3 separate regions of the Gossypium arboreum genome follow, and regions 1 and 3 are each linked to region 2. The links are chromatin contacts, called in public Hi-C maps. All regions are on one chromosome and are shown on one strand. Each heading gives the region's core, a stretch centred on a gene start, on an enhancer-like site or on the middle of the called end of the contact. The rest is flanking DNA. Distances are from core to core; before and after follow the strand shown. Region 1 holds the start of LOC108459856. Region 2 holds the start of LOC108458060. Region 3 has its middle 7.5 kb from the start of LOC108460826.

The links. A called contact is a pair of places that touch in the nucleus more often than the background predicts.
Region 1: a Hi-C map of leaf shows a contact between it and region 2, with 3 times the contacts expected there. The contact joins the promoter of LOC108459856 here to the promoter of LOC108458060 in region 2. A contact is called at or near these places in 2 of 5 Hi-C or Micro-C datasets (both in leaf).
Region 3: a contact with region 2 is called in a Hi-C map of leaf, with 2.5 times the contacts expected there. The contact joins the enhancer-like site here to the promoter of LOC108458060 in region 2. A contact is called at or near these places in 2 of 5 Hi-C or Micro-C datasets (both in leaf).

What each region holds. Positions count from the first base shown.
Region 1 is chr4:15,510,669-15,513,483 of ASM2569848v2, reverse strand. LOC108459856 reads right to left here and starts at 1,460. Exons shown (of 6, transcript XR_008281757.1): 1 at 914-1,460; 2 at 236-320.
Region 2 is chr4:15,294,337-15,297,036 of ASM2569848v2, reverse strand. LOC108458060 reads right to left here and starts at 1,356. Exons shown (of 3, transcript XM_017757300.2): 1 at 994-1,356; 2 at 282-619; 3 at 1-204. The coding sequence starts at 1,266. The coding sequence ends at 45.
Region 3 is chr4:15,135,549-15,138,248 of ASM2569848v2, reverse strand. No RefSeq gene overlaps it. Among protein-coding and RNA genes, the nearest start is that of LOC108460826, 7.5 kb to the right of the region's middle. Within about 2 kb of position 1,253, at least 1 of the 2 cell types and tissues checked has an H3K27ac peak or open chromatin away from gene starts, as enhancers often do. A contact at or near this core is called in leaf, where this site is marked.

The DNA of each region.
Region 1 (2,815 bases), core at 211-2,710, 220 kb before region 2:
TTCTTGCTTGATAATAAACCAAACTTAACATTCTCATTAAGACCCCACATAAAGTTTTACTATAACAAACATAATTAATCTACATGTTTAATTTTTTTATATATCATATCCTCATATTCAGATACGTGTCAAGTACACACACATATATATATCCAAATATGTCGAACAGAAGAAAACTACGAGAAAAATGCAAGGAGAAACGCTAAAAATTAATACAAGAAGGCAACAAAAAAACCTGTTCCATATCTGGCATGATGGGGCAAACCCTGAGTATTCCATGAACCTCTAATTCCGGAGTGAGTTGAGTCCCTCCCCAGCACCTGAAATCAGAAAAGAGAACAATATTTAGACGTATTCACCATTAAAAACCTATAAAAATTAGAACAAAAATGGATAACCACAATTAAAACAAGCCATACATAGCCAGAGGTCACCAATAATTCCATTAATGCACAGTCCAAAGCCAACTTTTCGCCCACCACTAGCTAGCATTGGAATATACATATTAACTTTGCAAATTTAAGATGTTACAAAGAAAAATTGACCGGTAAACCCCACTAGCTAGCATCTATCCACTAAGTGAATATATCCAAGCACATGATGTACAGAATTTTAGTGTATTATATAAAGCATCTCTTTGCATCTTTTTTAAAGAATCATTCACTTGGAATATATAAATCCATAATGTTAGAAAAAGAAATATACAAACTCTAAATACAATTAAGCCAGGTTTATCCTAAATATATCAACTTCTCAGTTACTTCCAATCAAAGTATATTATCCCCCAGTATCAAAATTTCACACATCTGCAAGTAAATAGCTAACTAATGAGTAAAATGGTATTTCATTTTTCGTCAAAATCAAGAAAGCTGTATCATTTTATGGATAGAAAATGAAGAGCAAAAGGGTTTACCACTGATGGAGGGGGAAAAATAGTTCCAAAAAGCCCAGTTGTGGTAGTTGATGAAGAAGAAGAGTCCTTTGGACCAAAGAGATGATCCAAAGAAACAGACGATGAAGATGATGATGATGATGATGAAGAGCCACTCACTTGCCTTTTGTTTTCCATACCAGAAAAATAAGTGAACTTTTTTTTTTTTTCCTTTTTGGGGTTTAAAAAAATATCTTTCTTTGTCAACCAACGAACAAAACTACTCTTTGAGATATATATAAATATATATATCTTAAAACAAGAAACGACCCTCAAAGAACGAGACCGAACAAAAAACACAAAGACAAAAAGGTTGCTGGCAATGTCGGGCCAGTGGATAAGATTTTCTTTTTTCTCAGAAAACAAAAGAAACAAACCAAAGAGATAAAAGTAAAGAAGAGTGCAAGAGAGGTAGGAAGGAGGTAACAGAAGGAAAGCAAAAGAGAGGGAGAGAGAAAGCTGAGAAACACGTGAAGAGTTTGCAGTGCAGATGTAGAGATATGTTTGTTGGTTGGCAAAGGATCCAAGCCTATTTATAAGCCCAAGAAAAGGGGTTTTTCACAGTTTGAGCTCCTTTTGTTCAACCCCATTTTGAAGATCGAAAGAGAATTAGACAAATGGAATTTTTACTAAAGCCTAGAAAAAGAAAACCCACGTGAATTCCTTCATTTTTTATGTCTGGTTTTTTGACAAATGGCTATGCATGTATCATTCAAATACCAAACACAAGTTGGACATTTCATTTGATTCAATTCCAACCCTTGTTTGCCACGTGTCTCCTTGGGTACTTCTTTTATTTTTTTATTGTTAATAAAGAACATGAGTCATCTCTACATAATTATTTCTTTTATAAAATTATTAGATATAATATAAATTGTTTGCTCCTTTTTGGTATGGTTTGATTTTATGTCAAGTCTCCATACTGTGTTTTCTCTTGTTATTTCCCTTAAGCTATCTAATGTTTTTAAGATCTTTACTATTTTTTTTGTACTAATGTCATAATTAATTATATATTCTCCTTTGAACAAAAAAAAATTGTATTATATTAATAGTTTATATTGTTGAGGGGATGTGGAGCTTGCTTCGAGAAAAATCTGTGAAGTGGGGAGTCAATAGACCTCTCAACAAGTTGGTTTAGACCTGACGCATCTATGCTCGGTTTTATTTAGGTTTTGTCTCCTGACTTTACTAAGAACCTAGGGTTCATGGAGTAAGAGTGCCTTCATCCACTGAAAAAATGTTAACATTTGCTCTTGATGAGATTTGAGCCCATATCCTTATATGACAATTGTAGATAAGGAAGGTACCACTTTATCTACAACACTTTGTAAACTTCTTTTAAAATAAGCCTGACCTCTCCGCAATAATGATCATTAAGAATATATGATTAATTTTTAAATATAATTCTTAAATTACCCTCAATCTTTATATGGAGGATATTAATAATATATGTAATAAATATATTTATAAAAATGAGGTATAAAACAATTGAGTCTTTGGCTGAAATGATAAACCAAATATGTTAAAAATATAGTGTCTTAAGTCAAATCCTAGGTGTATAATATTTATATAAAAGATATAAAAATAAAAACATAATTAAATAATATAATTTATTTTATAAAGTAATTATATTTTATTCATTATTAATTGAGTTAATTCTCGATTAACTCATAACAACAACTCAATTACAGGCTTAATATATAGTAGTACAAGTTGTATAAATCATCTTTATTAAATTCAAATGAATCCCACTTCAAATATTGTTTTGTTATACAATTTTATGGAAGAGAAAAGAGGACATATATAGCCGAAATTTAATTTGTGTTCCTAAAAGAACTTATATCTCAAAATTTATCTTGTAAATTATTTATCATATATAAAATA
Region 2 (2,700 bases), core at 107-2,606:
CTCGGAACGGTGCTAGTTTGACCTTACCATTTTTCATAAACTACTCATTCTTCAATGAACTTCTTGAGGTTCTTCAACCACAGAATATACTCCCGGCCATCCTTATTAATCATGTACTCGTGCAAGTAATTTGTGGTGCTCGGTTTGATTCCTCGGATCTCCAAATACTTGTGAAAAGCCTTCTGCAGGTTCTCATCCAAATCACTGCAAAACAAGAACATTAGTAATCGCATTCCATGCAAATCAATATTCCAATTTCACAATGTATTGAATAGGCTTACTAGAAATCTGGGCCTTCATAGGCGAGTTCATCCTCGGAGTTGGGATTTCGAACGGACAAACTATCTATGGTAATCTCATCAGGGTAAGCGGTACAGTTGAACTCTAAACTCGGACCGCCTTTTTTTGAGACATTAACAACCAATGGGACATTTGATTTACTAGGCTTTTCAGTGTCATCATCATCGTCATCATCCGCTTCGCCTTGACCAGTGACAAGATCAGGCATGTGAACATTAACTTTGATGAGTTCACCATCATACTCTCGTGTCAATGTTATGGTTTGAAGCCCAGGAGTGTCTTCGATTTTGAAAGGGAATTCACTTGGGGTTCCTTCAGCCTGTGAAGAAACAATTTTTTTTAAATGATTAAAAAACAATTCAAAATAAAGCATCGATTTCAGCTTGAAAACTTAACATCAATACTGGCTATTAAGCGATTGTTCTGTTTTTTTTCCCCACAAATTCTTTCAATAACCATATTGTAAACAACTAAAAGCAGCATCTAATTATGTTTCTCGGGTCGGATATAAGTTCTACAATGAGTGTTACCATGTTCCAAGACAGCTCTTGAATTCAATCCCTACAAGTCTTCAGTTGACACGATTTGGATTGCAAAACACCCAAAATCCAAGTTCTATTTTTCCACTTACTTTCGTATAAACCCTAAATGATAAAAGAAAATGGGGAAAAGAAAAACTAATTAATTACTCACCTGATCATATTCATCACTCTCCTCGGCACACTGAATCTCAGACTCAATAACTCGGAGAAGAGACTCATCAGAAGCGGATTTTTGAGAATCAACAGCCGTTGAGAAATGCAGGGTGTTTGGGTAAAAACGGTTCACAGTAGGATGCTGAGACTGGAGGCCATGGTTCAAGGCCGTGAAGATGCAAGTGTGGTAGCTTCTCTGGACTCGGGTGAGTCGAATCGCGAGTGGAGCTAAGGAGTTAGCTGTTTTCCGGAGAATGGAAGTGAAAGCCATGGGGGAGAAAGTTTGCTAGGGTTTTAGGAACGGTGGAGAGGGTTTTAGGTTGTTTTAAAGGCAGCATTCATGTTGAGGTACTGATGGGCTATATTCAAAAGCTTCCCCTGTTGGGCCTAATTTGGTCTGGGATTGGGCACTTGCCCATAAAATCTCTAAATCTAACTTTATTCACTCGGGTTTAGCGTATTCTACAATGTCTCAACTGGTTATATGATGTTAGCTTTAGGCATGGGATCTTAACGAGTCGTTTATTTCATTTGATTACTTATGTTTATTCGAAAACATTGTTATTTTTAGCATCTAGATAGATTATTTATTCTATTGAAACTATTGTTAGATATTTTTCAAAGAAATATAGTTTTATGGGTAAAAAGCATGTGTCTATTACTATTTTAATTAAATAAATTATTAAAATTACAAACCTCATAAATTTAATTCAATTTCAACCAACCTTAATTTTATATTTATATTTTTTAATATTTAAATTTATTTATTATTCATGTTATTGTGTATGTGTCAAAATCTAAATATAAAAATAAAAGGTTGCATAAAACTAAATTAGTTATATATATATATTTATTTAAAGGTTAGAATTTATGTTAACCGAAACAGCAAATCTTAATAAGAAAACCATACATTTTTAAATCAATGAAACCTCAATTGTTGGACATGAAGTAACTTTGATGTAATTTCTTTTTGGATAAATTAGATAGGTGATTATCCAACTTTTAGGTATGTTCTATTTTGATCACCCCACTTAAAAAACTTTCAATTTTGTCATCAATGTTTTTAAATTTTAAAATTTTTGTCACCCTGCTAAATACTTGATGTGGGTATTTTTTTATTGGTCTAATAATAAATTTAATCCTCCAATATTTATATATTTTATCAATTTGATCCTAAATCTAGCCATTTAGCCCTCAATATTTACAAAATTTCACAAACTTCTGTAATTTGCACAACAATGATCCTGTATTCTCTCTACTAGCAAATCGGTGAATTGCTTCCCTCTCAGCTTCTCTCCTTTCTTTTTAATTGTTTTTTTTTCCTGTTCTGTCTCTGCAATTTTGTGCTTTGCTTTGAAAGTTATTCAATTTTTGCACTGGAATGAAGAGAAGAAAACCCCAAAGGTAAAAATAAGAAAAAAATATGGAAAAGACCTATGCGCCCAAACGTTTTCCTTACCCAACCAGGCCTAGTTAATTATGGAGAAGCAAGAGTCTGAACTGTGTGTTTTTTTTTTTAATGGGTTTCCCCTGTAATTTGGATAGTTGCTTCTTTTAGATATTGTTTTTCGCTACTTCGATTGATAGTTCCGTTGGTTAATTTAGTTCTTTTTGACTTATTTCTTGCTGGGTTTTTTTTCTCCGATTTCCTTATGCCTGTGAAACTATCTGCACAGGTGTTTCAATTTCCCTTGAAGGGTTTGAT
Region 3 (2,700 bases), core at 4-2,503, 160 kb after region 2:
ACCGGAGTAGTCTTCCACACTTACACTTGTTGGCCAGATGTCCCCACAAGAAATCTCGAGCATGATACACATGAAGATGATCGAGCAGCGTCGTGGAGTGGAAACCCCGCAGTATAAATTATTTCATTCTGAAGCTCAAAATGAACCAGAGGACTTCACTGATGATGTTCTTCTCAATCACAAAGAACCCACCACAGCATCCACCTTCGAGTCACTGCCATATTCCTACTGCTCCTACTTCAGAGGACGTCTCAGAGCGGCTCACTCGCTTTGAGCAGTACTGCGCTCAGAGGTTTGACACTCTTGACACGACATTACAAAGGATATGTCAACATTTTCATATCTCCGCTCTAGCACTAACGATGGACAGTAATGTTAATATTCGATTTACTTATTCCTAAAATTTAAAATTTTAAAATTTACAATCACAAGTATTCCTCTGAATCAAATTTAATTATAAGTAATCACTGTTTTCAATTATAACATTTTAATAATATAATTGTTAAAATAATTTTTTATATAAACAAATATTCATTTTAAAAATCATTTACCAAACTAACCATATAAATAATTATCTTTTAATAAAATGGAATTATATACAATATTATTATTAAAATATTAGTAGTTGGTTGATGTTCGTTATTACTTTTTAAATTATAATATTTTTGAAATTGCATTAGTATTATACTATGTTAATGCGGCAGTAATTGTAAAACATGTTATAATGTTATTGGTTGTTGAATGGAGATAATAAAGTATAAGGATAAAATAATAATGAAGTTGATGAGAATCTTTCTGATGCTTAAGATAGTACGAAAGCAATAAGTGAGGGGCCCATTATTGTGTGGTTTACATGGATGGGCTTATCATTAGGCAGAATCGATCATGTGATGGGAAAGATAGGCCCAATGATTGTGGGTGAACGGCCCCCACCCATCACTTTGCATTATAACATGTTGGGCCTCAAAAGTATTGGACTAGGGCAATACGCGTTAAAAATACTAGAATAAAAGAAGATAAGTAATCGATTAAACACGACAAAAAAAATACACACGTATCATAATATCGTCCGATGTCTATTCATAAGAATGAAATATATTTCACAATTAAAAGTATCCATCAAAAAATATTTTAAAACCAGATGGCATTGCCTCCAATTTTGAATCAGACAAATTCAATTCACCTGTTCATCTTTCCTTTTTACAATTATAGGGCATCGGCCTCCTTTCTTTTCAATGTCATTTGATGGAGCCATCTGTTTTTGAGTAAAGCCATCATGTGGGTTAAAGTGATGATATTGTCCATGATTGGTACAAACTTGTTTTCAATATTTACATAGTATGTTTATTTATTTTAATTTTGGGTTATATTATTATCTCATGTTTATATTAATTTTATTATAGATTCTTATTATATCTTTTTATTTTTTAATAATACTTAAATTTATCTATAACTTATCTCAACTCTTAAATAAAAAATTTACGTGCTTCAACATACTCTTAACTCTTAAAATAGATTCTTATCATATTTATATTATTTTTAGATCATATTTGCAGTAGAGCTGATCATGAGCCGGGCGGCTCGGCCCAGCCCCAAGGCCCGCCCAAAAAATGGGAGGGTTTGGGTAAATATATAGACCCGAAAAATGAGCTTGGGCAAAAAAATGAGGCCCGCCTCGAGTAAGAGTTCTTTTACCGGCCCGAATTATATATTAATATATTTTTTATTTTATTTTTAATCATTTTAAAATTTTAATATAACCATTTTTTATTATATTGTCAATTTGTGTATTGTTTTAATAATTGTTTTAGTATTATTTTTATTTGTTTTAATATTTATTTTTATGTTTTTAAATATATTTGATTTATTATATTTTTAAATTTTTTTATTTAATGAAATAAGAAAAAAAAATTTAATATGGGTCGGGCCGGCCCGAGCTTGGGCTTAGCAATTTTATTTCAGGCCAGGCTTAGACAAATTTTTAGGCCCATATTTCGGACCGGGCCGAGTCCAGACCTAATAGACGAGCCTAAAATTTTAACTGGGCCTAGCCCGAACCCGACCCGGCCCATGATCACCTCTATTTGCAGGCGACATAATTGTAAATTAAGTGTTTATTGTACATGCATCAAAGATAAAAACAACTGATGTGCGTTAACGTGGGTTGCCACGTTTTGTCGAATACAAGGTGGAACTTTTCTTTTTTCTCAAATTAGGAATACTAGTTCTAATTCAATGAATTAAGAAAAATGTCAAATTTTATGATTAATTCGTTTATTTTACTCCATTTACATGATTAACTTTTTCTAGTAGAAAATTTCATTCCACCAAGACCACTAACCAATAAAATAGAGGATAAAAATTAAGTTTCAAGTTGATAATTTAATCTTAACGTCTTCTATTTTCGTTTAAACATAGTATCATGGTGAATTTAGTTAGAATTTTCTTTAAAGAGTTTGAGTTTTCAAACCAATATTTTGATTTGAAAATTTTAATTATTTGAGTTGTTGAATGAGTAATAAAGTTAGGGTCTTTTGGATCTATGCAATGTTTGAACAATACTAATCTTTTTGAACTAATATATTTTCATAATATTGTTGGATTTTTTTAAGTCTAAAGATTTAAAATGTCATAATTTGAAAAATTCTTTTTATAACAATATGTGGAGGTTTTATAGAAAATTCTTCCGCTATAATGATT